4 separate regions of the Mus musculus genome follow, and all the other regions are linked to region 4. A link is a contact called in public promoter capture Hi-C data. All regions are on one chromosome and are shown on one strand. Each heading gives the region's core, a stretch centred on a gene start, on an enhancer-like site or on the middle of the called end of the contact. The rest is flanking DNA. Distances are from core to core; before and after follow the strand shown.

The links. Promoter capture Hi-C pulls out the DNA fragments that hold promoters and counts their contacts.
Region 1: a promoter capture Hi-C map of pre-B cells shows a contact between it and region 4. The contact joins the promoter of Irak1bp1 here to the promoter of Ttk in region 4. A contact is called at or near these places in 2 of 39 promoter capture datasets (erythroid cells and pre-B cells) and 1 of 484 Hi-C or Micro-C datasets (regulatory T cells).
Region 2: a contact with region 4 is called in a promoter capture Hi-C map of the HPC-7 cell line, with 10 times the contacts expected there. The contact joins the enhancer-like site here to the promoter of Ttk in region 4. A contact is called at or near these places in 12 of 39 promoter capture datasets (the 3T3-L1 cell line, the HPC-7 cell line, HPC-7-derived erythroid cells and 9 more).
Region 3: a contact with region 4 is called in a promoter capture Hi-C map of the HPC-7 cell line, with 5 times the contacts expected there. The contact joins the enhancer-like site here to the promoter of Ttk in region 4. A contact is called at or near these places in 12 of 39 promoter capture datasets (the 3T3-L1 cell line, the HPC-7 cell line, cranial neural crest and 8 more), 2 of 115 datasets of contacts at active chromatin or transcription factors (large pre-B cells and microglia) and 1 of 9 other capture datasets (adipose tissue).

Annotation. Positions count from the first base shown.
Region 1 is chr9:82,828,510-82,831,209 of GRCm38.p6, forward strand. Irak1bp1 (interleukin-1 receptor-associated kinase 1 binding protein 1) reads left to right here and starts at 1,297. Exons shown (of 4, transcript NM_022986.4): 1 at 1,297-1,830. The coding sequence starts at 1,519.
Region 2 is chr9:85,497,760-85,500,552 of GRCm38.p6, forward strand. No RefSeq gene overlaps it. Among named protein-coding and RNA genes, the nearest start is that of Gm25125, 26 kb to the left of the region's middle. Within about 2 kb of position 1,427, at least 5 of the 459 cell types and tissues checked have an H3K27ac peak or open chromatin away from gene starts, as enhancers often do. A contact at or near this core is called in the HPC-7 cell line, where this site is marked.
Region 3 is chr9:85,338,966-85,341,830 of GRCm38.p6, forward strand. No RefSeq gene overlaps it. Among named protein-coding and RNA genes, the nearest start is that of Tent5a, 13 kb to the left of the region's middle. Within about 2 kb of position 1,531, at least 53 of the 459 cell types and tissues checked have an H3K27ac peak or open chromatin away from gene starts, as enhancers often do. A contact at or near this core is called in the HPC-7 cell line, adipose tissue and hematopoietic stem and progenitor cells, where this site is marked.
Region 4 is chr9:83,833,143-83,835,941 of GRCm38.p6, forward strand. Ttk (Ttk protein kinase) reads left to right here and starts at 1,547. Exons shown (of 22, transcript NM_009445.2): 1 at 1,547-1,617; 2 at 2,629-2,782. The coding sequence starts at 2,647.

The DNA.
Region 1 (2,700 bases), core at 47-2,546, 1.0 Mb before region 4:
CGGTCCACCAAAAAGAACAAAGAAATTCCTCCAATTTTAAAAGGTATTTTCATTGCCTAGAGTTGTAAAATATGCATATATGCCTGTATGCATATATGGTTATATGGTGGAAAGTTCTTAAATTATAATTATATATATATATATATATATATATATATATATATATATATACACACATATATACATATATATAATTCTTATCTGACAATAAGTTTCAAACTAAACAATTATGTTGACCTAATGATGGACCAAACAAAGAGATTACCACTTGATCTAGCTAAATTATTGAATTAAAATACTGGTTTTTTAAAAATTTGAGGAAAAATCACAAAGACTATAGACTTTTTCAAGTTCCTATAAAAAACTACTTCCTACATCCCTGCCCCCAAGGTTTTCTCCTCCCATTCTGTTAATAAAATTCTAACAGGAATCAGACGAGCTGTCATCACCAAGACATTAAGAAAATGACTATAGGCCAGGTGTGGTTTGAACCCCAGCACTCTAGAGCAGAGGGAGAAGCGGGGAAGGGGAAAGAGGAAAGAAAAGAGAGACAGTAGGGTGTGCTGAGGAAAATTACTATAATAGGAGGGCTTGGAGAGGGCACGTACAGCTTTTCATTATAATGGCTGTCAAGAAATGGGTCGAAACCTTGCATTTCTGCAAGCTCGAGGTCAGTCTGGTCAACAAGGTAAATTCCAGGCCAGTCGGGGTTACATACTGAGACCCTGTCTCCAAAAGGGGAAGAGGAAGCTATAACAGACAAGTACATGACATGCCTGTCATTGCTCACGCTGATGTCCAGGCTCAAGACCAGAATTACTCCAAGACATTTAGAATTTGACACTGACACTCTTTCTAAAGATTGTAGCTATGACGAACAACATCCCACCCACCCCCACCCACCCCCCCGTTTTCTCTGTCTTTCCACATGCCAACACTCTACATTCAGCGGGCCTCTAATAAACAAACAGCAGTTGTGGGGGAAAAAAATCAACAGTGTCCTGGAAAAAAACGCACTCGAGGATCCCCATAGTGTCCAAACTCTCACGAGCAAAACGTAGTTTATTTGAAGAGAAACTCCTCACGAACCAAACAAGTACTTGCACTTGCGGGTAAGACCACCGGAGTCTCACAAAGAAGGAGGCCGCCCCGGCACCGTGAAATTCGGGAAGAAAGGGCTACCGGGATCACACACGTTGGAAACGCAGAGCCTTCATCCCCATGCGGACTGAGGGATGGAGGCGGCCCAGGGGGAGGGGAGAAGAACGACTGGTCACGTGGAAGGCCCGTGATCACTGACCGCGAGGGCAGGACAGACAGCTCCGGTTCTTGCAGGCCATGAGGAGGTAACTATTTAAAATGTGTGCAGGCCTCCTTCCCTGGGGGAAAACCCGGTCTCCACGCTGCAGCGGCGCCTCCATCCCGGCATCCTCCGCGCGGACTAGCAAGCGCGCGGCAGCTAAACGTCACTCCCCGCCATCAACCTGGCGTTGCTATGGCAACACAGCTGCCCCAGCTATGTCGCTGCAACCCGCCCCTGCATCGCGGGTGTTCATGGAACTGGTTCCCTGGGCTGACCGGGGCCGGGAAAACCATCCGATCTCGGCCGCGGAGGCGCAGCCGATCGGCCGCCGACCCCACGTCGCGGAGGCCCACCCCGGAGCCCGTGAGGTCCACGTGAGCGGCGCGGCCGAGGTGTCCGCCAGCCCCGACCGAGCGCTGGTGACCGTGCGAGTGAGCAGCACCAAGGAGGTGTCGGCCGAGGCCAAGAAGAGTGTGTGTCGCCGCCTGGACTACATCACGCAGAGCCTCCAGCAGCAGGGGTTTCAGGTGAGACTTCCGAGACGGGGTGCAGAGCGGGTGACTCTGTACCTTTGGGGATGCTTTGTTACCGCAGGATCCATTCTAGGGCGCAATGGATGTTTGACCTTTCCTTCTAGAATCTAGATGAAAGCCGTTATGGGCCGCAGCGAACTTGAAATCAGGAATGCAGGTTGGGTAGGGTTTTTGTTTGTTTGTTTTTGTTTTTGTTTTGAGACAGGGTTTCTCTGTATAGCCCTGGCTGCCCTGGACTCACTTTGTAGACCAGGCTGGCCTCGAACTCAGAAATCCGCCTGCCTCTGCCTCCCCAGTGCTGGGATTAAAGGCGTGCGCCACCACGCCCGTGGTTGGGTAGGTTTTTATCTGGTGATGTTTGCTACAGTGGTTTTGTTATTAAGATTAGAGTGATGAAATGTTTTTTTGAAAAATTACATGTAAATGTTTGCATAAGTAGAATGTTGAACCTTCTCCTCCCCCCTCCCCCCACCCCCCCTCCCCATACACACACTTTGGTAGTTTTTATTCTGCATGTTGAAATAGGTCGGTGAGGAGCCTGAACTGCTTCCATCCAATCAAAGGTTTGTGTGGAGTGGCTCTTCAATGTACTTATTAGCATCTATTTATGGTTTATAATGATCGCCTACCCCAAATTTTCCACCTTTTTAGTTTTAACTTTTTTAAGTCAATGTATGTAGGTGTCATAGGTGAAATATTTCTACTTTCTAGACATGTCTGTGGAACAAATCACTAAATAGGTCGCACCTTAAGCCTCCCTCCTTTTAACGAATGGGGCAAAAATGTCCACACAGCGACTCTTAGGCGTGTTTTAATATCACCACTTTCCAAATTTACGGCAATAAAATAATGCTCTGAGTTTAA
Region 2 (2,793 bases), core at 177-2,676, 1.7 Mb after region 4:
CCCAATATCATTCTAGACACTTCTTTGCTTCTTATCTAGCATCTACTGTAAAAAGTCAGGGAACCTGCTCTGCTAGAATCCCTGATGAAGCTAACCAGAAACACCCATGACTAAGAGTATTGGAATTAACTACACTTTCCTCATGAATTAGAGACTAGCTTGTACATGATAAGCTTAAAATTAAGTTCCAAGTAATCCTAAAATCAGTCACCAAAATACAGGGGGAGGGGATGTAGTGAAAAAAATATCATCTTTTAAACAGTTGGTTCTGCAGAATTTTTTTCTAACAAAATATTCCATAGCAAAGGGTTTTGGAAACCTGAGTGTAGACAGTAAGTGTGAAACTTAATGAAATGTTTAAGCAAAGCAGTGTGATTCTGTTCATAATGTTGAGGGAAATGTCTTCCTTTACACTTTAATGGTATTCATAGGTGTACTAGCTACTTTATAAAATGTTATTGGGCAATATGCTTTATGATTATGATGCTAGATGACCATCTTAAACCCATACAGACTTCATTGACTTTAAAAAATATTCAGGTTTTTTTTTCAGTTCCAGAAAAATTTCACCAAAAAAAAAACAAAACAAAAACAAAACAAAACAATACAAAACAAAACAAAAACAATAGCTTTCTTTTTGTACTACTTAGAAATGACCGAAGACCAGGCCATTTTGGCTTATCCAAATGAATGTAATCTTTTTTTCTTTTCCAGAAGTGATATTTAAAGTTTCACAAAGTAGATGATACTCCAAAATCCTAAGAGTTTATCAAGTCAATGAAACATAAATACTTGGGCATTGTCAATATGCACCAGGAAGAGGAGAGAGGGAAGTGGCCTTTCCGGCATGTGCTAACCTCATTTATTAACTTTATTCAGTGAAACTCAAAGGATATTTTGAAGAAGCAGGAGACTGATAATGTCATTATGTATATTCTGATTAAGTGTGGCCAGGGTTTAAAAGTTATCTCTAACTTACTTTATTCATGGGACTTCACCTCAGACTTTCAAACCATTTGACCTCTGTGCATTATTTCCCAGCTGGCCAGACATGAACTCAGAAATCAAAGTGTCATGAGAGCAAAAGAGAATACATCTAGACTGCCTTTATCCTATCCAGTGCTGGTTTGCATGCAACATAATTTTCTTCCATGGAAAAAGCTCTTTGCAAAACAGAACTAGCATACACCTCTGAAGAGGAAAACACCACACCAAAACAAACTCACACACTGAAAGAAAGCCCAGTGGTCCATTGAACATTCAGGGTAAGACTTAATATATATGAACAAAAAGCTGCATCTCCTTTTCAAAAATAAAAATAAAAATCTGACAGCTTTTGCCATTAGAGGCCTCTGTTACAAACCACCTTAACCAGGAAGTCTCAAAGGAAAGCTGATTCCCTGTACAACTGACAGTCTTGGAGCTCAGTCATGTGCAATGAACCAAATGTAATCGTATTTCCTCCCATTTGGAACTTCCAGAATTTGAGCCTTGGGGAGCTCGGTGTGTTACCTCCTGGTCCCATGTGTCTTCAGCTCCCTTCTTTGAGCTAAAGACAGACTACCTGTCCACCGAATCCTTCTCTGAAAAAGTGGAAGCAAACAGGTATTAAGACACCTTAGTAGTTTGATGAGACTCTGTTAACGAGCTTATGTAAACAAATACATTAAAAGTATTTTGGTGGCAAGAAAAGTGCATCTCTGATGTAGGTTTTGTGATAACAAATATTCACAGCATTTGCCTTCTGAGGGGTCAGGAGGGCCTACCCGCTCACATTCTAAATGAAGAGCATATCCACTACAGGACATCTAAATAGAGACCCAACATTATGGTGCTCACTGAGCTAAAGCCATGAGGAAACACATCCCAACTAAAAAGGCAGTTTACTCTGTAAACAGTAATTTTCAATTGACATTTGACTTTGGATAAGTTGAAACATCTGAGCCTGAATCCCACACCAAATTAAAACACACATATAAATCACCCCCTTGGGGCTGTGGTCCTTTCAGAGATGGAGGGCTAGCACAAGCATTCTTTGAAATGATCCATGTAGACTTGTTTAAAACGTTTTTGCTTGTTCACTGCCACGTTGGCGAAATCCCATACTTCTTTACTGGATGTATATCTTTAATGACCCACCTCGGCTTCCTGTTTATCTGTAAGTCCCTACCCTGAATACCTCAGCTTGGATCTATTTCTGTGACACCTTGGTTGATTCCTGAAGTCATCATTAGATGTTCCCCAGTCTCTCTAAGGCAGGAGGTTCGTTCCTCATGTAACATTTTAAATGATGCATTTGTAGGTATTATTTCCTTGTCTCAGGGCAAGGACTCTCTTCACTTGATTCTTACTGAATCCTTAGCACACTGCCTGTATAGTAAGCAGCCAACGATCCATTGCTTACTAAACGAATAAATTATGCTTCCATTATTTTAATTTATTTAGTCATTTGTTTTTATTATTGCAATTTATATGTGTATATATATATATATGCATGTATGTATATATGGGTTTCACTGTGACATTTCCATATATGTGTATAACCTGATTTGGTCATTCCATAGTTCCCAACCCTCTGCCAAAATGTTTCTGTCTTCCTGTACCATGACACCCTGCCTTTCCTAGTAGTCCTTTCACTTCTTTCACGTGAGTTTTAATTTTTAATTCTGATTTCTACATGTGAAAGCAATCATGTGTTGTTTAACAGTTTCCTCTGAGATAAAACATCCTATACCAGAGGGAAGCTCCTTTAAGGACTAGGCTTAGGGATGTGAAATACTCTGTCCTATAGGA
Region 3 (2,865 bases), core at 281-2,780, 1.5 Mb after region 4:
CATAATGTTCACGATCAGAGGACAACAACAGTTGAAGGGACAAACACAAGCCTCCCAGGTTCTCGCAGGGGACCAGGTTTATAAGGCATCAAATCTTGGTCTCTGATGAGTTCTCTCTCAGGACATTCATCTTAATATTCTTGTAAAGTTGCCTTTTCTAAATCCTTCTCTTTTTTATTAGACATTTTCTTTATTTACATTTTAAATGTTATCCCCTTTCCTAGTTTCCCCTCCGAAAATACTCTATCCCTTGCCCCCTCCCCACTCCGCCTGCTCCCCAACCCACCCACTACCTTTCCTGGCCCTGGCATTTCCCTATACTGAGGCATAGAACCTTCACAGAACCTAGGGCCTCTCCTTCCATTGATGACCGACTAGGCCATCCTCTGCTACATATGCAGCTGGAGCCAGGAGTCCCACAATGTATTTTCTTTGATTGGTGGTTTAGTCCCAAGGAGCTCTGGGGGGTACTGGTTAGTTCATATTGATGTTCCTCCTATGGGGCTGCAAACTTGGGTACTTTCTCTAGCTCCTTCATTGGGGATCCTGTGCTCCCTCCAATGGATGACTGACTAAGTCTTTCTTGAACTCAAAGGCAGATATATTTCTGAATCTCCATAAATTCAGGTGTCTGCTGGTCAGGAGTACACAGATAATGTCCTTATGGACCTGGAATTGCTGGGACACAAATAGTAGCTATTAGTCATTAGAACAAAAGAACTTATGGGTCCTTCAACAGCACTATCCTTGTGCAAAGCAAGGAAGTTATCCATAACCTTCACCTCAGGACAATCCCCCCAAGCTAGGGTATGAATGGTTCAAGAATGTGCATACCCTCTAATTAAGTTCTGAATCAACAACATTACGTCACTAGAACCTCCAGTGTTGGAGCTATCTCTACCAGCAATCTCTGACCACTGCCTTTCTGCATGCAGGATTCTATAGCTTTGACTACTACTAGTACTACTGCTGCTGCTGCAACTTTTAAGACCTGGTAGTCTTTAGCTTCTGTGAAACTAAACCCTACCTTTTCTTCATCCATCTCGGCAAAAATGGTGACATGTAGAATTTTTCAAAATAAAAGTGGCTTTAATGTTAAACCATAAATGGAAAGGTAGTCATTACAGACATGATGAATCCTATAAAGTCACATTTGTCAAGTCCAAGTTCTTGATCCTAAAATGAGTGTGATCCTGCCTCAAAAGACTATTTCCTTGCCAGTGGAGACCTTGCTCATGACTTGAGCAGTTTTCTGGCTAACATATATTTTCCTTGTGTTTCTAAGTGTGGTTGATATTTGATAATGGGATGAGATAGATAATTAATTTAAAAAGGATTATCTGCTTAAACCAGAAAGATCAAGAAATGCCTAGCCACATTAAAAAAAAAAAAAAAGAAAAGAGCAGGAAACAACAACAACAACAACCACCAAGAACTAAAAGAGAAGTTAGGGCGTAGTCCTAGCCTAGGGCGCAATCTGTACTCAGTCAGGCAACAATCTGATATACTAGAGGAACTGAAACAAACTGTTTGGAGACAGAGCACCCAGAGGAAGGGGGTGGTGACAGGAGATTAGATTAGAACGAAAGTCAAAGGTCAGATCTCAGAGGTTGTAGTGAAGAGTCAAAGAGTCACTGGTGACTGACTATAAACAAGGGAATGAAAGGATTTAGCTTTAGAGATCACACTTGCCTCTAAATGCTGTTGGGAATGGAGAGGAGGAAAAATACAAAGGAGACCACTTACTACATGGTCAGTGTTGGTATATGAGTATAAAGGATGACTGTAGTTTGGATTTCATATCATAGATCATAGTCTATAAGGATTATGCAGTCCTTTGAATGCTTTTTTTAAACCTAGAAACACCAATAAAGTAGACTAATGTACAGTGTTAAGCATGCAAAGTCATAGCACTATTTTCTAGCATTTCCTTTTGTTTTCATGCATCTAAGTATCCACACAAGTACACATCTGTGTTGTGAAGCAACTTAAATTGAAGGAATCAACAAAGATTGAGTAGAGTTAGCTAGGAAAGGCAACCATGAGGGAAGAGACAGGTTTGTGTACTATGGTTTATTGCACCATAAAACTGCAGGTTAAGATTAATTGTTGACTTGACATAATCTAGCATCTCCAAAGAATCAAGACTCTGGGCCTGCCCAGGAGGGATTATCTTGAATAGGTTAGCCTCTGGACATGCCTGGGAAAGATTATCATGGTAAAGGCAGCCTCTGGACTGCTTCTGAAGGGTTATCTAGATGAGTTTTACTGAGATGTGAAGACCCATCCTAAAAGTGGGTGGAAGTATTCTCTGGGGTTTGGTCCTGAACTAGATCAAAAGGAAAGAGTCAGTGAAACACCAACAACTTATCTCCTTCTGCTTCCTGATTAGGAATCCAATGTGACCAGCTGCCTTAAACTCCTGACTCCAGGACTCCTCAGCAGAAGGTACTGAGCCTTCAGGAGTGAGCCAAAAGGAACCCTCCCTTCAATTGCTGTGTGTTTTACCATAGCACTGAGACAAATAAATAAGATAATAGTTCTTATATTTATTCACTAGTTATTTTTTTAGATATGACTTACAGTAACTTTTAAATGATAAAACCATAATAAGATTGAACCATTAGCATAGGAAAATGGTATACAACCAGGGGAATGTATTGACTTCAGAGGCCTTGTAAAGACTATTGGAATAGACCAGTAGGTAATTCACCCCCCTTTCAGTGAGACACTGCCTTTCTAGAATATTGGCTCTTCCCAAAAGGTTTCATGTACAGGAGGAAATCTTAAATCTTAACGTTTATTTAGGCCTCCTTCTCTCTGAGATTCCAAGTCAAGCTTTGTGGAATTTTCTCACAATGCAGT
Region 4 (2,799 bases), core at 297-2,796:
GCTTTCAAGCCTAGTGATTTTTTTTCTTTTCCCAGCAAATTATCTTCTAACCCCACATAATGTACTTTCTATTGCATACCTTGCACATTTCATTTCCATACATCTATTTTGCTTTTTCTCACACACTCTGAATTTCTCTTTAACATGTTTATAGAATTCTCTCTTAAGTTTTTGGAGTGCATAAAATACAGCACACATTACTATTTTAATGTCCTAATTAGCCAAATATGTCATCTGTGTCATTTCTGGTCTGTTTTAATTGATCCCTTATTCCCCCTCCCCCTTAATAGTTACATTTTCTTGTTTTCAAAGTCTGGTGATTTTTTTTTCAATTACATAAGAGTGTAACGACAACCCTGTTGAGTTTTCTTGTATTTCTATAAATATTACTGAGCTGTGTTCTAGTCTACAGTTAAATTTCATGAAGATAGTCTGATCTTTTTAAGGTTTGCTTTTCAGCTTTTATGCTTGACCAAAAATACTTTAAAGACTAACTTTGCATTAAACCTTCTGTGTCTATAGGTTCTACATTCATGGATTTACTCAACTGTAGATGAGAAAAAAATATGTTTTTCCTGTGTCTCTATTGAACAACTTGTCAATATTTCTTAAGTAACACTATATAACATCTATTTGTATCACTTCTGTATTCAACTGGGTATTACAAATGATGCATAGACGATAAATTTTAAAGTATTCAGGACGCTGGGAGATTTAAATCACATGCCTTTAACCCCAGCCTGTTCTGCAAAGGGAGTCAGTTCTGTGGCAGCAGTGAATACACACACAGTGAGATTCTGCCTCGAAAACAAAAACAAACTAGCTCCCCTCCCCCACCAAAAGAAAATAAATGTATACAGGAATAGAGCATAGGTTGTGTGTACAATGCCTCTTTATTTAAAGACTTGGAATATCCACAGATTTGGGTATCAGCAATTTGTGACAGAGGGCATCACTTACTGAATGAAGATGAGAGATCTGGCTACTGCTGTAGCTTCTTACACAAAGCAAAACTATCAAGAGTAAACCAGAGCAAAAACACAGCATCTGCGCCATTTCTCGCCCATGAAACCGTTCCCCTGGACCACACAGTCTGCTAGGGGAGCTGGGTACCATTGAGAAAGCCTAGAGAAGCGTTTCTCCTAAGAGCAGCTGAGCTCATAACTGAGACAGCATCACGGGGATGGGGGCGGGGGGGGGGAATGGTTCGGAGAAAGGAGCTCAGCCAGGATGTCCCGACAGGGAGGGGACCAGAATTCTAACAAAGAGAAGGGCGGGTCTTGGGTTGAAGGCGAGGCCAGGGCTCCCTGGAGGGTAGTGCAAGGTCCAGCGGGAGAGCACCAAAGAAAAAGACCCTGACCCCTGACCGTACAGGCGCAGGTCAGCACGGCGAGCGCGTCGGCAGCTGCGGGTAACTCCCCGGGCCGCTTGAAGTGGGTGGGTCCGGCCTCAACGCAGGAGGGGCGGTGCGACGCAAGGAGCCAATCACGGCCCACGCTTCCACGTGGCGAGCCGTAACCAATGAGAGGTAGCGGGGAAGGCAGCGGGGAAATTTCAAACGTGTTTCCGGAGAGGGGTTGGGGTGCTGCTGTTTGGGCTGCAGCTTGGCTTTCAGAGGTGGGTGCATCAGAGCGGGCATGGCAGAGAGGCTGCGGCCGGCGGGAGGCTGCTGGGTGACGAGGGTGGCGGCGAGCGAGCTGGCGCTTGAGCCCCCGGCCAGGCGGGCGGGTACGGCCTGTAGGTCCTGGGCTGCTGGTGGGGGAGCAGGGCCCAGAAGCGGGTGCGCCGTGCGGGTCAGGACTGATTGTGTAACTCTCAAGACCTGCCCCCGTGGGTGGCTGTGAGCTGGGAGGAGGTGGGGAACCCCTTGCTCCCCTCCTTTGGGCCCATTTTTATTGTTAACACTCCGCGGTGGCTCTGAGCTTTAGTTACTGCGTTGTGGAGAATGGCAGACAGAGTGACAGAAAGCCTGCAGACTGTGGGCTATTAACCAACACATTCATGCAGATAACCGGAGCGCCTGGGCTCCAGTACTGTGACAAGTACCTCGATGCTTGCATTAGAAGGATAAAAGCACAAATCAGGGCTTTGTCTGGGACAAACTTCTGAAAGTCGCTTATCTGTAGAAGGATGCAGAATGCGCGCAATGTCAATATTTACTCTGGCAGGGTAGGCGACCAAAGGGACAACTTATTGTCATTACCAAACGGATTCCTTACGTTCCGTAGGTGAAAGAAAGACATTCAGTGAAATGAAGTTTTCAAAGGCGTCAGCTGGACGTGGTGGTGTATCTATGTACAGCTAGTGCTTGGGAGATGTAAGGAGATAAGCTGCAGAATCAGAGAGAGCAAGGCCATCCTAGGCTACTTAACACCCTTACTCAAAACACAAAAGCGTCATGAGAGCATTATCTTCCAGGTTCACACAGTGTAACCTCAATGCTGTTTCATACTGGGAAGAATAGATGTTTTTGGTTCGTTGAAACTTTGTTCTGGTAAATTACAAGCTATGTCCTTGTGGGTTTTGTTGCTCTGGTTTGATTTAGTTGCCACTAACACTTACCTCATAACAGTTACATTTAGATAGATATGTTTACAAAACTAATGTTCTATCTTATTTATTCCAAAGACGAGTTACAATTTAGAAATGGAGGCTGAAGAGTTAATTGGCAGCAGTGTGACGATTGATTCCATCATGAGCAAAATGAGAGATATTAAAAATAAGATAAATGAAGACTGTACTGATGAGCTAAGCTTGTCTAAAATCTGTGCCGATCACACGGGTGAGTTTTTTCTTTGC